Regions from separate parts of the Macaca mulatta genome. Here region 1 is linked to region 2. Evidence: chromatin contacts called from public Hi-C data. All regions are on one chromosome and are shown on one strand. The core of a region is the stretch at or near the end of the contact, and the rest is flanking DNA. Distances in the headings are between cores, read along the strand shown. Region 1 has its middle 89 kb from the start of LANCL2. Region 2 overlaps LANCL2 (LanC like glutathione S-transferase 2).

The links. A called contact is a pair of places that touch in the nucleus more often than the background predicts.
Region 1: a Hi-C map of sperm shows a contact between it and region 2, with 4 times the contacts expected there. The contact joins two enhancer-like sites. A contact is called at or near these places in 7 of 14 Hi-C or Micro-C datasets (CD4 T cells, cortical neurons, fetal cortex germinal zone and 4 more).

The regions. Positions count from the first base shown.
Region 1 is chr3:73,197,959-73,205,223 of T2T-MMU8v2.0, reverse strand. No RefSeq gene overlaps it. Among named protein-coding and RNA genes, the nearest start is that of LANCL2, 89 kb to the right of the region's middle. Within about 2 kb of position 3,118, at least 4 of the 40 cell types and tissues checked have an H3K27ac peak or open chromatin away from gene starts, as enhancers often do.
Region 2 is chr3:73,046,434-73,053,604 of T2T-MMU8v2.0, reverse strand. It overlaps LANCL2 (LanC like glutathione S-transferase 2), which reads left to right. Exons shown (of 9, transcript NM_001261176.1): 8 at 2,001-2,073; 9 at 4,810-6,824. The coding sequence ends at 4,904. Among named protein-coding and RNA genes, the nearest start is that of LANCL2, 62 kb to the left of the region's middle. Within about 2 kb of position 1,739, at least 7 of the 40 cell types and tissues checked have an H3K27ac peak or open chromatin away from gene starts, as enhancers often do.

The DNA.
Region 1 (7,265 bases), core at 1,869-4,368, 150 kb before region 2:
GGGACCTCAGGGGTGGCTGAGGAGCTGAAAGGAGGCCACGTTCCCCAGGGCAGCAGTGCACTGAGGAATGGACGAAAGGGCCATCGAGATGCCCCGGTGCCAGAGCGCTGTTGGCCTGAGGGATTTGCTAACCTAGTGGAAAGAGTGGAAGGGCCACAGGGAGGCTACCTGAGATGGAATGGGAAGAAGTCCCCAGGACAAGGAGGCTGTCTCCATGTAGACCCTCAAAAACAAAGAACCAGCCCAAGTGACGACTGCTAACATTTGTTAAGTGGTTGCCATGCACCTGGCAGAAAGTGAGAGCCTTCCACCATCTAGCAGCTGTGGCCCGGCTGTGGGAGGTGACTTCCCAGTCATTCATGAAATACCGCATGGCTTTGTCGCCAGCAGCTCCAAGGTGGTGCTAGCCCCATTCTGCTTCTCAGGAAACTAGGTGTATTTGTTTCCACTGCTGCTCTAACAAACTACCATAAACCCATGGCTTAAAACGCAGACATGTATTCCGTCAGGGTTCTGGAGACCAAGAGCTCCAAATCAAGGCATTAGCAGGGCCCTGTCTCCTCTCAAGGTTCCAGGGAAGAATCCTCCCTTGCCTCTTCTGAGATTCCGGTGGCTCCCAGCAGTATCTGGGCTCCTCGGCTTGTGGAGGCATCACTCCAGCCCCTCCTCCACTATCACACGGGCTTCCCTTCTGTGTGTCTCTGCATCTCTTTCCCTCATCTTATAAATCACATTTCAGGGCCCACGCAAATCCAGGATGAACTCAACTAATTATATCTGCAAAGACCTTATTTCCAAATACGGCAATCTGTCACATTCTGAGGTCCTGGGTGGAGATGGATTTTGGGAGTCATTATTTACCCTGTTTTTTTTTTATTATACTTTAAGTTCTAGGGCACATGTTCACAACATGCAGTTTTGTTACATATGTATACATGTGCCATGTTGGTGTGCTGCACCCATCAACTTGTCAGCACCCATCAACTCATCATTTACATCAGGTATAACTCCCAATGCCATCCCTCCCCCCATTCTCCCTCCCCATAATAGGCCCCGGTGTGTGATGTTCTCCTTCCCGTGTCCAAGTGATCTCATTGTTCAATTGTCACCTATAAGTGAGAACATGCGGTGTTTGGTTTTCTGTTCTTGCAATAGTTTGCTGAGAATGATGGTTTCCAGTTGCATCCATGTCCCTACAAAGGACACGAACTCATCCTTTTTTATGGCTGCATAGTATTCCGTGGTGTATATGTGCCACATTTTCTTAATCCAGTCTGTCACTGATGGACATTTGGGTTGATTCCAAGTCTTTGCTATTGCGAATAGTGCCACAATAAATATACGTGTGCATGTGTCGTTATAGCAGCACGATTTATAATCCTTTGGGTATATACCCAGTAATGGGATGGCTGGGTCATATGGTATTTCTAGTTCTAGATCCTTGAGGAATCGCCACACTGTTTTCCACAATGGTTGAACTAGTTTACAATCCCACCAACAGTGTAAGTGTTCCTATTTCTCCACATCCTCTCCAGCACCTGTTGTTTCCTGACTTTTTAATGACTGCCATTCTAACTGGCATGAGATGGTATCTCATTGTGGTTTTGATTTGCATTTCTCTGATGGCAAGTGATGACGAGCATTTTTTCATGTGTCTGTTGGCTGTATGAATGTCTTCTTTTAAGAAACGTCTGTTCATATCTTTTGCCCACTTTTTGATGGGGTTGTTTTTTCTTGTAAATTTGAGTTCTTTGTAGATTCTGGATATTAGCCCTTTGTTAGATGAGTAGATTGCAAAAATTTTCTCCCATTCTGTAGGTTGCCTGTTCACTCAGATGGTAGTTTCTTTTGCCGTGCAGAAGCTCTTTGGTTTAATTAGATCCCATTTGTCAATTACACTGAGTCTTTGGAAAGTTTAAGAAATTACCTAAGTTTCCACAACAAATAAAAAGGTGGCTGAAATGGGGTTTGAACCCCCGGAGTGAAGCTGCCCCTGTAGCCCACAGTGGTGTCAGCAGCCCGAGGGCTGAACAGCTCTAACCTCATCCCCCCACCCAAGAAACTGCCCCACCACTGCCATCATTTTTAAGTCAGAGACACAGAACCCAGTAGAGAACACAGGGCAGGTCTCAGAAGAACGCTGGCTGGAATACAGGGCAGGTCTCAGAGCAGGGCCCAGGCTAGAACATAGGGCGAGTCTCGGAGCAGGGCCCAGGCTGGAACACAGAGCAGGTCTCAGAGAAGAACCCAGGTTGGAATACAGGGCGGGTCTCAGAGCAGGGCCCAGGCTGGAACGCAGGGCAGGTCTCGGAGTAGGGCCCAGGCTGGGACACGGGGCAGGTCTCAGAGAAGAACCCGGACTGGGTCTTGGAGCAGGGCCCAGACTGGAACACAGGGTGGGTCTCAGAGAAGGGCCCAGGCTGGAACACGGGGCAAGTCTCAGAGCAGGGTCCTGGGGACAGCAGCACCAATGGCTCTTCCCGAGTGGACTAAGTGAGCTAGGAGGGCTCTTTTAACTCTGCAAGCCTCAGGTCCGTCTTGAGACTCGTGGGAGATTCCGTACACCTCCTAGGCATCCCAAGAAGTGTTTTCCCCAGATACTTGTTTCTTCATTAACCCTACATTTGCTGCCACCCTCTAATTAATGTGATCTATCAAGAAAATTTATCTTCAGTCTTCTCTCTGGACTCCCCACTTCCTCTGGCAGTCCCGAGCCATTCTAAATTAGATTTCATAATCCTTCCCCAGATGTTTAATTCTCCTAATGAGCATTTTCTAGCTCAGGCCTGCACTGCTCTGGCCTGTAGGGTCCCTAAGGTGTGCCCATGGGGAAGGCGGTACTCTTCAGGGCTTGGAGTGGATTTTAATATTTAAATCTTCACAGCACTGCAGACACTAGATGGCAGTGGTTCCTAATTATTGGTGGCTCCAGGCACACTCACCTTCTTCCTGTGCTGTCCAGGGAGGTCAGACACCGGTGTGGAGGTGGGAAGTGGAGCATCCCTAACCCACCAACCCCATCCTGCAGACCCAGACCCAGAGAGCTCAGCCCAGGCGAGGAAGAAAGGAAAGGATTAAGGGAAGCACTGAGAGGGAAGCTGTGAAGCAATGAATTTGACGAGAGGTGCCGATTTCCTCTCCAAGTGCCTCAGACAGATCCACCCCTGAGAGGCCCTTACAGAATGATCCTCTCCAGGGGAGGCTCAGAAGCTGTGGCCATTGCCTGGCAAGGTTTTAGGAGCCTGCCCTACCTCGCCCCCACCCCTTATCCCCCACAGGTAGGAAAGTCCTTGGGAAAGGCAACTCAGCAGGGTTCATCAAAAGCCCCCAAAATGTCATATGATCACTTTATATGTAGGAATTTGTTGTAAGATTAGAAGTCAATAAGAATATATGTTTGGGAAACCAAGGCAGGCAGATTGTTTGAGCTCAGGAGTTTGAGACCAGCCTGGACAACATGGCAAAACCCAGTCCCTACAAAAAATACAAAAGTTAGCCAGGTGTGGTGGTGCTTGCCTGTAGTCCTAATTACTTGGGGGCTGAGGTAAGATGATCACTTGAGCCCAGAAAGTCAAGGCTGCAGTGAGATGAGATCACACCACTGCACTCTAGCCTGGGTGATAGAGTGAGATTTAAAGGGAAAGAGAAAGAAAAAAGAAAACAGACTATTCATTGTAGAGTTATTTACAGTAGTGCGAATTTGGAAACTGTGTAAATTATACAACTGTTAAAAGAAAAACTTCAGTCAATTAAATTTAAAGGAGTTTATCTGAGAAATGAACCTTTCACAAATTGGGCAGTCCCCAGAATCACAGCAGGTTCAGAGAGACCCCAGGGCTGCCTTGTGGTCAGAAAAAAATTATAGACAAAAAAGGGAAATGACGTACAGAGATCAGCAGTGAGGTACAGAACAGCGGGATTGGTTGCAGGTTGGTGTTTGCCTTGTTTGAACACGGTTTGAACACTCAGCAGTGCATGAATGGTTGAAGAACGGCTGCTGCGATTGGCCAGGTCTCAGCTATTGTTACAGGTGCATACACTTAGGTAGACAAGATTGAGAACCTAACTTACTAAGTTAGGTTACAGTTCATCCACAAGGACTCAAATATAGAAGTGCAGAGTCCTTCTCAGGCCGTATTTCATTAACCTTAACACTTCTCCCCTTTTAGTCATTTTCTCAATTTTCAGCGATTGACCAAAACTTTAGTCATTGATGTCATTATCACCAAGGTAAATGTACTATTCGGCCTTGAAGCCCACTGGGGAACAATAGAACCGGGAGTTTTGCAAAGGTGGGAACAAGGACTGAGTAGAGGGTAGCTCCTTATGCTGGAACGTCCCGTTTACAGAGAAAAACAAAACCTGGTCTGTTACAGGACCTATGTGTTTCCTTAAAATCTTAGTTTGATCATGTCACATTTAGCACAAGTGACTCCATTTTTGTTTGGTTTGGTCTGTTGGAGCCTAGTGCATAAGCTCCAAAACAATGGCTTCTCATCATTTTGTTTAAAATTTTTACTGAAATTCTCACTTAGGTAAGAGTGTGACTAAAACTTGGGCCTTAGTGCCACTCTGTTACCATCATTTTTGGTTTCTCATCTCAGCACTTCATTCATAGCTTATGGTATCCCCATGGTTGCAGATTCCTTTCAGCTCTTGTCATTCCAGTTGAAGACAGACCATTTGGCATTCTAGAGATGGCTGCATGCAAACATTTAAAACCTTTGAGGGAATGAAGCGCACCAGGAATATTACTATTACGGCTATCCGGAGGATAATACCGAGAGTTTGGAGAATGCTCCTTACCCAGGGTCCCCATAAACTAAACCACCTAAAATTAAACAGATCAAAGAATGAGCTAGATAGTCTACTTGCCTAACTAAGCAGTCTTTTCATTAAACCCCTACAACTGAATCTCTGTAATACCCGATGTTTTCTCCATAGACCATAGTGCCAGCAGCTTCACAGATACTGCTATTTAGCCAGTAAGTAATCTAGAGCAATTCTATTGTTTAGCGTAACTTTCATAAAAGAGTTTAAAGTCTGTTGTGTAACCATAGCCTTTACAGTAGCATTTGCTATAGAGCTTATTAAGAGGGATACATTTCTAATCATTGCCTCTTTTACAAAACTCCCGGTTCTATTGTTCCCCAGTGGGCTTCAAGGCCGAATAGTACATTTACTATTTTTACTTCTATTATTCATAGAGGCATAAGCAAGGAAAAAAAAATATTTGAAGATAAGAGTCTTGATCCATGATCTTGGGAAAAACTGTTCACATCAAGGATGCCATCTTCTTCTGGGGAGAAACTTCCCTGGTTAGATTTACCTTAAGGGTTCTAATGGGTATACAGTTCCACAAGTGTGAAGAAAGCCTTCTCAGCTGTGAGATTACGAACCCAAGTTTCAAGGACCCAAAATTTTGTTTCAGTGTGGACGGTAAGGGCAGTCTTTCTCTGATGTTCTCAGAAGATCCAATCTTCAGGTTCTAGACTGTGAATGGGTTGATTGTCCTCAGTGAACCATAAAAAGCTTTCTTTACCTGGTGAAAACACACTGTGGCATAATAAGCTACTGTTGTAACATCAGCCCTCTTACATGGGAACGTATTTATACAAACAGAAAACAGGCATTGAAAATGACAATTGAATGAAATCCCTTTATAAATGTTTAAATGGCCCATCAAATAGCAGAATATACCTAAAGTTTTGGTTGTCTTCCAAGGAATATGGTTTTTATATTTGTCAAAATAAACATTTTGACAATGTTTAGTGACAACTAAACATTGTTCATAAACTATGTTAGCAATTTAGAAGTCATCACACCAATATATATTTAATGTGGATCATTCTCTCTTTTCCATAATGAGTCTTGGAATACAGAACTTTTTTTTTTTTTAAGACTGAGTTTCACTCTTGTCACCCAGGCTAGAGTGCATGGCACGATCTCAGCTCAATGTAACCTCCATCTCCCAGTGATTCTCCTGCCTCAGCCTCCCAAGTAGCTGAGATTACAGGCACCTGCCACCGCACCCAGTTCATTATTGTACTTTCAGTACAGATGGGGTTTCACCATGTTGGCCAGGCTGGTCTTGAACTATTGACCTCAGGCGATCCACCTGCCTTGGCCTCCCAAAGTGGTGGCATTACAGGTGTGAGTCACCGTGCCTAGCCACTGAAAAGCTGGAAGACAAAAACGAACCTCCAAAATTAAGGGTCCCATATTTATACCAGATCCTAGATCCCAAAAAAGAGGAAATCAGCCCATCTCCCATGGGAGCCTTCTTTCTCAGTGAGGGGTGGGGACGTTGCCGCATCTTCCAGGTGGCCAAGAGCTTGCTTCTCTAATTCAAACATGCGAAGAACTGAGTATCCCTGCCATAACTGCCATCAGCCATCACTAAAGTAGATTTCCTACCTCATTATTACACACCAAAGTTCTCTCATAATGCAAAGTAGTTTCTGATACCTCCCAAAAGTCAAAACTGTCAGATAACGTAATGCAAAATGAACAAAGCCTTAGATTTTTAAAAGGGATCTATCCGTTTTCAATTCCTGGGGTTCTATGAGAATAACACATTTTTCCCAAAATGGATTATGTAGCTAGCACCTCCTGTTTTCCCAAGGAGTCCAGGTTATTAGAAGTTATCTCAGGGCCTCTCATGTGTGCATTGAGAATGGCAAGACAAAATAGAGAAAAATAATTCCAGTCAACTGAGAAGAAAAAAACCTTTTTCCAGAAAAACAAGATCCAAGAGAAAAACAAAAAGGCCTTTTAAATATACCTATAGCTTCGATATCCACTTTCAATTAAGCTGACGTTTAACCATAGCGCACTTAAAAAAATTCTTTTAAATCTCTTATTACCCAACTTTAGCCATGCCAAGTGGCCAATATTTCTGGCTTTTAAACTTTACCAAAGTTAACCTTCCAGGTGCTCAGAGAAAGGAAAATTCACCAGGCACAGTGGCTCAGACCTGTAATGCCAGTACTTTGGGAGGCCGAGGCAAGCAGATCACCTGAGGTCAGGAGTTCAAGACCAGCCTGGCTAACATGGTGAAACCCGGTTTCTACTAAAAATACAAAAAATTAGCCGGGTGTGGTGGCACACACCTGTAATCCCAGCTACTCAGGAGGCTAAGTCAGGAGAATCACTTGAACCCAGGAGGCGGAGGCTGCAGTGTACCGAGATCACGCCATTGCACTCCAGCTTGGGCAACAAGAATGAAATGCTGTCTCAAATAAATAATAAATAAATAAATGGAA
Region 2 (7,171 bases), core at 490-2,989:
GACATGTGAAGATGAATGGCACAGAGCAAGACTCAGTAAATGTTTGCTAGTATTCTTATTATGTACACATTTCACAGAATGTAGTTGTGTGCACACAGAAAAAAGATTGGAAGAAAATACACTAAAGTGTGTACAGTGACCCTTGTTAGATGGAGGCATTGCGGCTGATGTGTTCTTTATACTTTTTGAATATCTGTTACTTTATGAAGCCTTTTCTCAACCCAAATGGAATGGGCCCCACCTTGTTGGTGCGCCGGAAAATGCACGCACATCTGTGGCTCCCCCACTGATGGAAGCATGCAGGAGGCTGTGGAAGCAAAGAGGGCAGGGCCCAATTTGGCATGGCAGGTCAGCAGAAGAAACTGCTGTTCCGAAGTCCCGGAGGTGTGAGCGCCCAGACACTATGGCTGGAGCACGGGGGATGGGGCAGAACAGGAGCCAGCAAGCGGGGAGCAGCTAGATTCCGCAGTCCTGGGCCAGCCTTGATGATGTGATGATGGTAGATGATTATGCAAATATGGACAATGCAGGAGGGTTGAGATGCCGCCGGTTTTTTAAAGATGAGGGGTTTTTCAGGTGGGCCAGGCAGGGGTGGCCTGCAGAGGTGGAATGCAGTTCTGATAAGGAGAATAGCCTGGGCAGAGCTGCAGAGCAGGAACCAGCTCAGTGTGTTCCTGACTCCATAAGCACTTCAGCCTTTAGGGTGCAAAGGGAAGGAAATGTGTGAGGAAAGGTGTGAGGAAGGAAAGGTGAAGTCAGACAGGTAGGTGGAGGCCGGAGAAAGTTAGTCCTTCCCTGTAGCCAGTAGTTCTCAACCTTGTACCACTGGGAAGCTTTCAGATAATGACTGGACCTCACTGTAGACCAGTTAAATGAGGAACCCCCAGCACTAATATTTTTCAAGCTCCCCCAGTAATTTTAGTAATCAGCTAGCATTGGATACCGATTTGGAAGATGGGGGCTCATGGAAGGGTTTGGAATCCATGTTCAGACTCCTCTTTTAGAAAGATCGCTGTGGTCCCAGTAGGAAGAATGAGGCGAACTTGGGTTTCCCTAAATAGCGGTTTAGTAATTAATGCAAGAAATGTTGAGTTATAAACCAAAGCATAGGTTGGGATAAAAAATGAGACATTTAGAAACACGTATGATGTAAAGCCCATAGAATTTAATGCATGTTTTTAAATGTGGAGAAGATGGAAATATCTGAATGTCTTTCTGTTGTCTGACTCAGAAAACTGGGTAGATGGGCCATCAGACAAGCTAAGAGTGAGCAGATTGGGAGGGTAAACGCAGAGTGAGTTTCTTTTTACGTGTGCTGAACTTGATACTCCTCATGTTTATTACTTATGATTCTTAGTGTACAAATGACTCTTCAAATTATGTTAGCTTAGGCACAAAAGGGAAGTTTATTAAAACGATATGGAAATACCCATTGAAGAGGTCTAAGAAAAAAGGGTCAAGGAGCTCAGAGGAGACCACAGGAAGGGCTGAGAGCCAGGGGCTGTGAAGGTGGGGAGACTGCCAAGCAGCAGCTGTGGAGGGGCTGTGGTGAGAGGCGGCGCCCCGGGCAGGGCTGAAGCTGTTTCCCAGCTGGGGCCGGGGGAGCTGGCAGCTGCTGCTGAGGGCCGTTTTAGACCCAGGGTTTTTTGTTCAGGATAGAGCAGGCGTTTCGAGTTGCTTCTAGAATCGTCAGCTGAAGCGGCAGGAGGAAGGTGCCAGGGAGAACAGAGTGTCATTGAGCTGTTCAGTTTTCACCTCAGACTTCCCAGCAGCCGTAAGGCAGACCCCACTCTACAGCTGAGGCAGCCACAAGCAGAGGTGACAAGACTTGCTAGGCCTTGCCCCTGGAAGAGGGGGCGCAGGAGCCCGTGGAGCCCACGCTGAATGCCCTACAGCTGGGGGTCCACTTCCCTAATTCCTGTGAAGACATTGCATTCTCATTTATTACCTTTTCACCAAGTAGAAACTCCAGTCTTAAAAAGAAATCCCTTTCTTTTCAGTTTGCAGAGTGGTGTCTGGATTATGGAGCACACGGGTGCCGCATTCCTGACAGACCCTATTCACTCTTTGAAGGTAAGAGTGAGAAAAATGCTATGGTTTAAATGTTTGGGTGAAATTGGTTCTCCTGCCCCTGTGGACTGGCACTGTTCACATTTGACCTGGCTCAAGTAATACTTCCAAACTGTAAAATAAGTCAGCAAATTAGCTTATTGCTGAAAATTATGTTGAATCTCCTCACCTTACCTATGTTTTTTGCTCCTGTGAATGTCTTCCAAGTGCTGTTAGGTTTTGTGAGGTGTCTCTGCAGACAGAACGTAGGCGGCTTGCTTTTAGCAATGGAAGAAATAGTTTACTCCTCTGTGTTTCATCTGTAATGTTGCGTACTTAATATTGGTGTATTCATGGGAAGCTTTACTAATTACTTAATATATATTTAATATTATATAAAGAAGTATGAATAATTAATATTGGCAATTAGAAATATTGGTAATTAGAAAAATAGCAAAAGTGAATATTGAAGAAGGTTCTGAAAAGAAGAGCACCGTTAGGCAGTCAGTGAAAGCAGCAAGGATTCCAAGTCCACCAAGGGCACAGGGGAGGGAAGACCGGAGCACAAACAGAGAAGCCCCACAGACAGGCCCGGATACTCATTAGATTTATATGTGGGTGTGGGCGTGCTTTCTGTTTGCTAATATTTTGGTAGAGGTTTTTGCATCTCTGTTCATGAAGGGTACTGGCCTATAGTTTTCCTGTTTTGTGCTGTCTTTCTCTGGTGTTGGTATCAGGGTCATACTGACCTAACAAACTGTGTTGAGAAGTGTCTTTCTTCTCTTCTGTTCTCTGGGACGGACTGTGTGTTAATTGGTGGAAGAATTGGTATTAATGTAACTGAAATGTTTAGTAGAATTCTCTAGTACAAACTTCTAGGTCTGGAGATTTATTTTTCTAGACTTTTAAAAGAAATTCAATTTTTAAAATAGTTATAGGGCTGTTCAAGTTTCATATTGGGTGAGCTGTCATAGTTTGTAATTTTGGGGAAATCGGTTAATTGTGTACATGTGGTGAAATTCATATGTGTACGCTATTGGTAGTATCCCCTTATCATCCTCTGTCTACATCATCTGTAGTGGTATGTCCTGTTTTAGTTTTTATACTGGTAATATTTTTAAATCACTTTTTAGAAATATGAGCAGAAAATAGAACATGTGTCACATCTTTTGCAGAAGATGATCTTTTTAATATTCAAAGAACTCATAAGGAAAAAGTACTTATTAGAATAAAAGTTTTAGTCCTCGATGTCATAAAAGTGCAATGCATTTGCATCAGATATAACAGAGTTAATGCCGGCACTCTAAATGGAGTTTATCTAGTTGATAATAGCACCTCCAGAGCCCCAGTGGGTCGAAAGCTTTGGACCCTAAAGGCAGGAAATTCATAGGTCACCTCCTTCCCCTGTGCCTCGCCAGTGCCTGGCAGACAGAACTGTGGGAGACTCTCACCAAATTCCCGTCGGGATGGAGGGATCATTAGTCCATGTGCCTAGCAACGCAGGCCATTGTGGCAAACTGGCTGGCTGGAAGAGCCACTGGGAGGGCTCCCTGGCACCTGGCGCCTCTTCTGGAGGAGCTCACTCCTGCTGGAGCGCGCCGCCCAGTGGATCTGCTGCCCACACACCTGAGCAGGAAAGCCAGGCTCGTCCCCGCAGGGCCTGCTGTGGGGCCTCCTATGCTCGTTATGGGTCCCTGTTTACTTCTCATGGGCACTCCTAGGTCAGTGGTTTTCTGATTTTTTAAATAAGTTTCTGGAACCCTTTCTTTAAACAAACTTACAGAGAAGGCTGGGAACACCCCAGATGACCTTCAGTAGGCAAAATGGGGAAACGGTCTGCAGTGTACTGTTCAGCAGTATGACGGGGCCAACTATGGACACGCACAGAACATGAGTGAACTGCAGGAACCCTGACAAAGGAACCAGATGCAAGGGCTGTACACTGTGGCCATGCTCCTAAGAGTGCCAAAGCAGGCAGAAGTAATCCCTGGTGGACCAAGACCAGGCTGCCGGTTACCCCTGGGGGGACCACAGGGGCTGGAGGGACTGGAGAGGGGCACTTGGAACTTGTGGGGTGATGGAAATATTCCAGGTCTTAATCGCGTTTCTTTTGCACAGGTGTATATGCATTTGACAAACCCTCAGAGAAGTACACTTTGGATTTGTGTGTTTCATTGTACGTGAATTTTATATCAAAAGAAAAACTGTAAACAAAAACCCTATAAGGGAGGAATTGTTCTGATTTGAGTGGGGACAGGAGACCTGGAGGCCTTGGTGGGCTACTAGCGCCTTCCCCATCCCATACCCTTCCTATGCTGCTGTGAGTCTAGTTGAAAACCCGCTGCTTAATTACTGCAGTGATCTGGGGTGGGGATTTTGGCCAAATATCAAGAAGATGTAAAAGCAACTTTGAGCATATACAGGTTCTTGAGGGGAAGCTCCATGTGTAGGAGTATCGTAATTAGCAGCATCCATAAGTTCCATAGCGATTCTATGATGTCACCTTAAAGTTTCAAGATATAAGATTAAAGCCCAGTAACCAATTTTTAAAATATAAGACCGTGAGGAAAGCTGGTATTATTATATTACCTGCTGGGTGCTAAATATAAGGATATCTTTGTTTTTTAATGAAGTCATCTTTAGAGTCCTCAGCACCTTTCCCACATGCTTGCAGCCCCTGGTAAGGGAAATGATTAAAAGTCACTGTCTTAGACACTACCCTTGTGCCATTCGTAAGAGGCTCCTCATTTTACGTTGCAGGCATGGCTGGCGCTATTCACTTTCTCTCCGATGTCCTGGGACCAGAGACATCACGGTTTCCAGCATTTGAACTTGACTCTTCGAAGAGGGATTAAAAGGTGCAAAAAGACAACTAAAATACCCGTTTGGAACAAAAGCCACCAGATTGCTTAGTGCCTGACACAGAAACAACTGGGAATCCTGAAAGAGAAGCAGACACTGTCACAGGCCCCTCTGTTAGAGCATGAGTGATCGAAGCCATCCATCAACATTAACGGCACCCTCATCAGTATAAAATATGACTTCTTCACATACAGATTCTCTGTAGTGTTTGCATGTTTCTTGGTGTTTGTTGTATCCAGGTGTAAGTTGTTTTAAATGGAAGGCCCTTCTATTCCTGGGGGCTCAGAGCTGACCACGCATGAATGTATGGCAGTGTCCACTTTTCTGTATAAAATGTATAAAGTGGGGTTTCTTCCATATTGACAAACGAGGGAACAGGTGATATCTATCTGGTATATCAGAAAGATTATCTAGGGTCTATCCTAGTAATAATACATTGTCAGCCTTTTCTGTGGCACCTTCCAGATGAGTATGAGGGAACCACCACTCCAAGGATGGACAGGAGCAGCAGTTCCGCAGGGGCGTGCTGGGGTGGTTTGGGAGGGCACAGCTGAACGCTTCCTGTTTGGATTTTGCACTCACCTTCGTGTTTTAAAGAAGCCTCAGGGTGCACTGTGGCCCTGTCAGGGCCCCATTCCCAGCAGAGGCTTCAGGTGCTTTGTGTAGGGTCCAGGGCAGCCGGAGCTTTGAGGGTGAGACTTCTGGACCCAAAGGGAGCTTTCCCAGGAAGCCTTTGGTGGCCACACTGTAGGCAGCAGTGACTAAGCACTGGCAGTTCCAGAACATTTACCCAGGTGTATGTTACTAAAACAGGCTCCACCTCAGTTTATCAGCGTTACAAGTTACTGTTCTAAGAAGAGTAAATACAGTTCCAGATGGGTTATTACAGATGAACAGAAAGTCACTCAGCTGGACTCATGTCCCTGCAATTAAACTTATTTCAACCTTTTGGAAAGTTATCAAAGTCTAAATTTGGAATGAATGCATTTCATATTTTTTGTCTACTTTTGGGTGATAAGTACTAGCCCTCATTTATAGATATGAGAAACATAATGTTCTAACCAGCATCATTATGGTATTTGTGTGACTTTTATTTAAAAAAATGTGAGCAGTAATTTGGGTTAGCCTACCTTCATTCATTCTGTCACATAGATTTCAGTTTTTAGAAGGGTTTCTGTCATCCTGGAACAGGTGGTCTGGGACTAAGGACTTCTCATCTTGTGAGCTAAGGCTTGTGTCATGAAAGACAAGTGGACTCTCTTAACAGCCCAGTCTTCGTCTGCAGGGGGCAGCCTGAGCATTTCCCAGCCCCAGTATCCACACCTCTCAGAAAGGAGAAAAAAGAATGTCAGTTTAGGAGAAAAGCCTCCTTTTTACTTGTGTGATTATGTGTGGAGCTGGCACCCTAAATGTGTGACATTCAGCTTCTAAACGATGCCTGGAGAGTCTCTTTGCTGCAGACACCCTTGCTCCTGAGTCATGATTATTTTCTTTCATGTTAGATTGACGACTTCTGTGAATAGAACTCATCCTGATCCTATTTTACCTGACCTCCTGGACCCGCTGATGGGCTTTGCAGGCAGTCCAGCAGCCCAACCTGCAGGCAGGATGCTGTCATCAACGAGCTGAGGACAGCTGCTTTGCAGAAGACCTCACACGATGTCCAATCACATCCAAATAACATTGTTCCCATCCTCCCCACCCACCTCATCAAAACATAACACATCACAGCACTCGGTAGAGGTCCTGCCTCCCCGTTTCCCAAGGAAAGCAAGTAGGCAACACAGCCAGCACGGTGCTCTCCAGGGCGGCCCCTCTCAGAGGAGGAGGCAGCTGGTGCAGCCAGGAGTCTGCAGAGCAGCCACGAAGGTGGCCTAGGATCCAGGTGTCTCCCAGGTGAGTCCATCCACACACACATTTAAAAAATACTATTAGTCTTTCTAATACACTGAGGGAAAGATTTTTAAAAATCTGTGGAATAAAGGAGGAGATTTTATTTACAGATTTTTTAAAAAGCCACGTGGGTTGACACCTTCCTCCTTACCAACTAGATGTCAACAGAGGTGCTGTTCTGTGACTCTGCATTAACCCCTGCCTCATGTCTGTCACATGTGCTGCTGTGTGACAGTAATTCCAGCTCAGTCCCTGCAGGCAAAGGAGAAACGGGACTTCACAGGACAGAGGATTGATAGAAGTCAGTTTAAGGGAAGTGTTTGAATCAGACTTTAGTACATCTCATTCATTTCTTGGATTTGTGTTC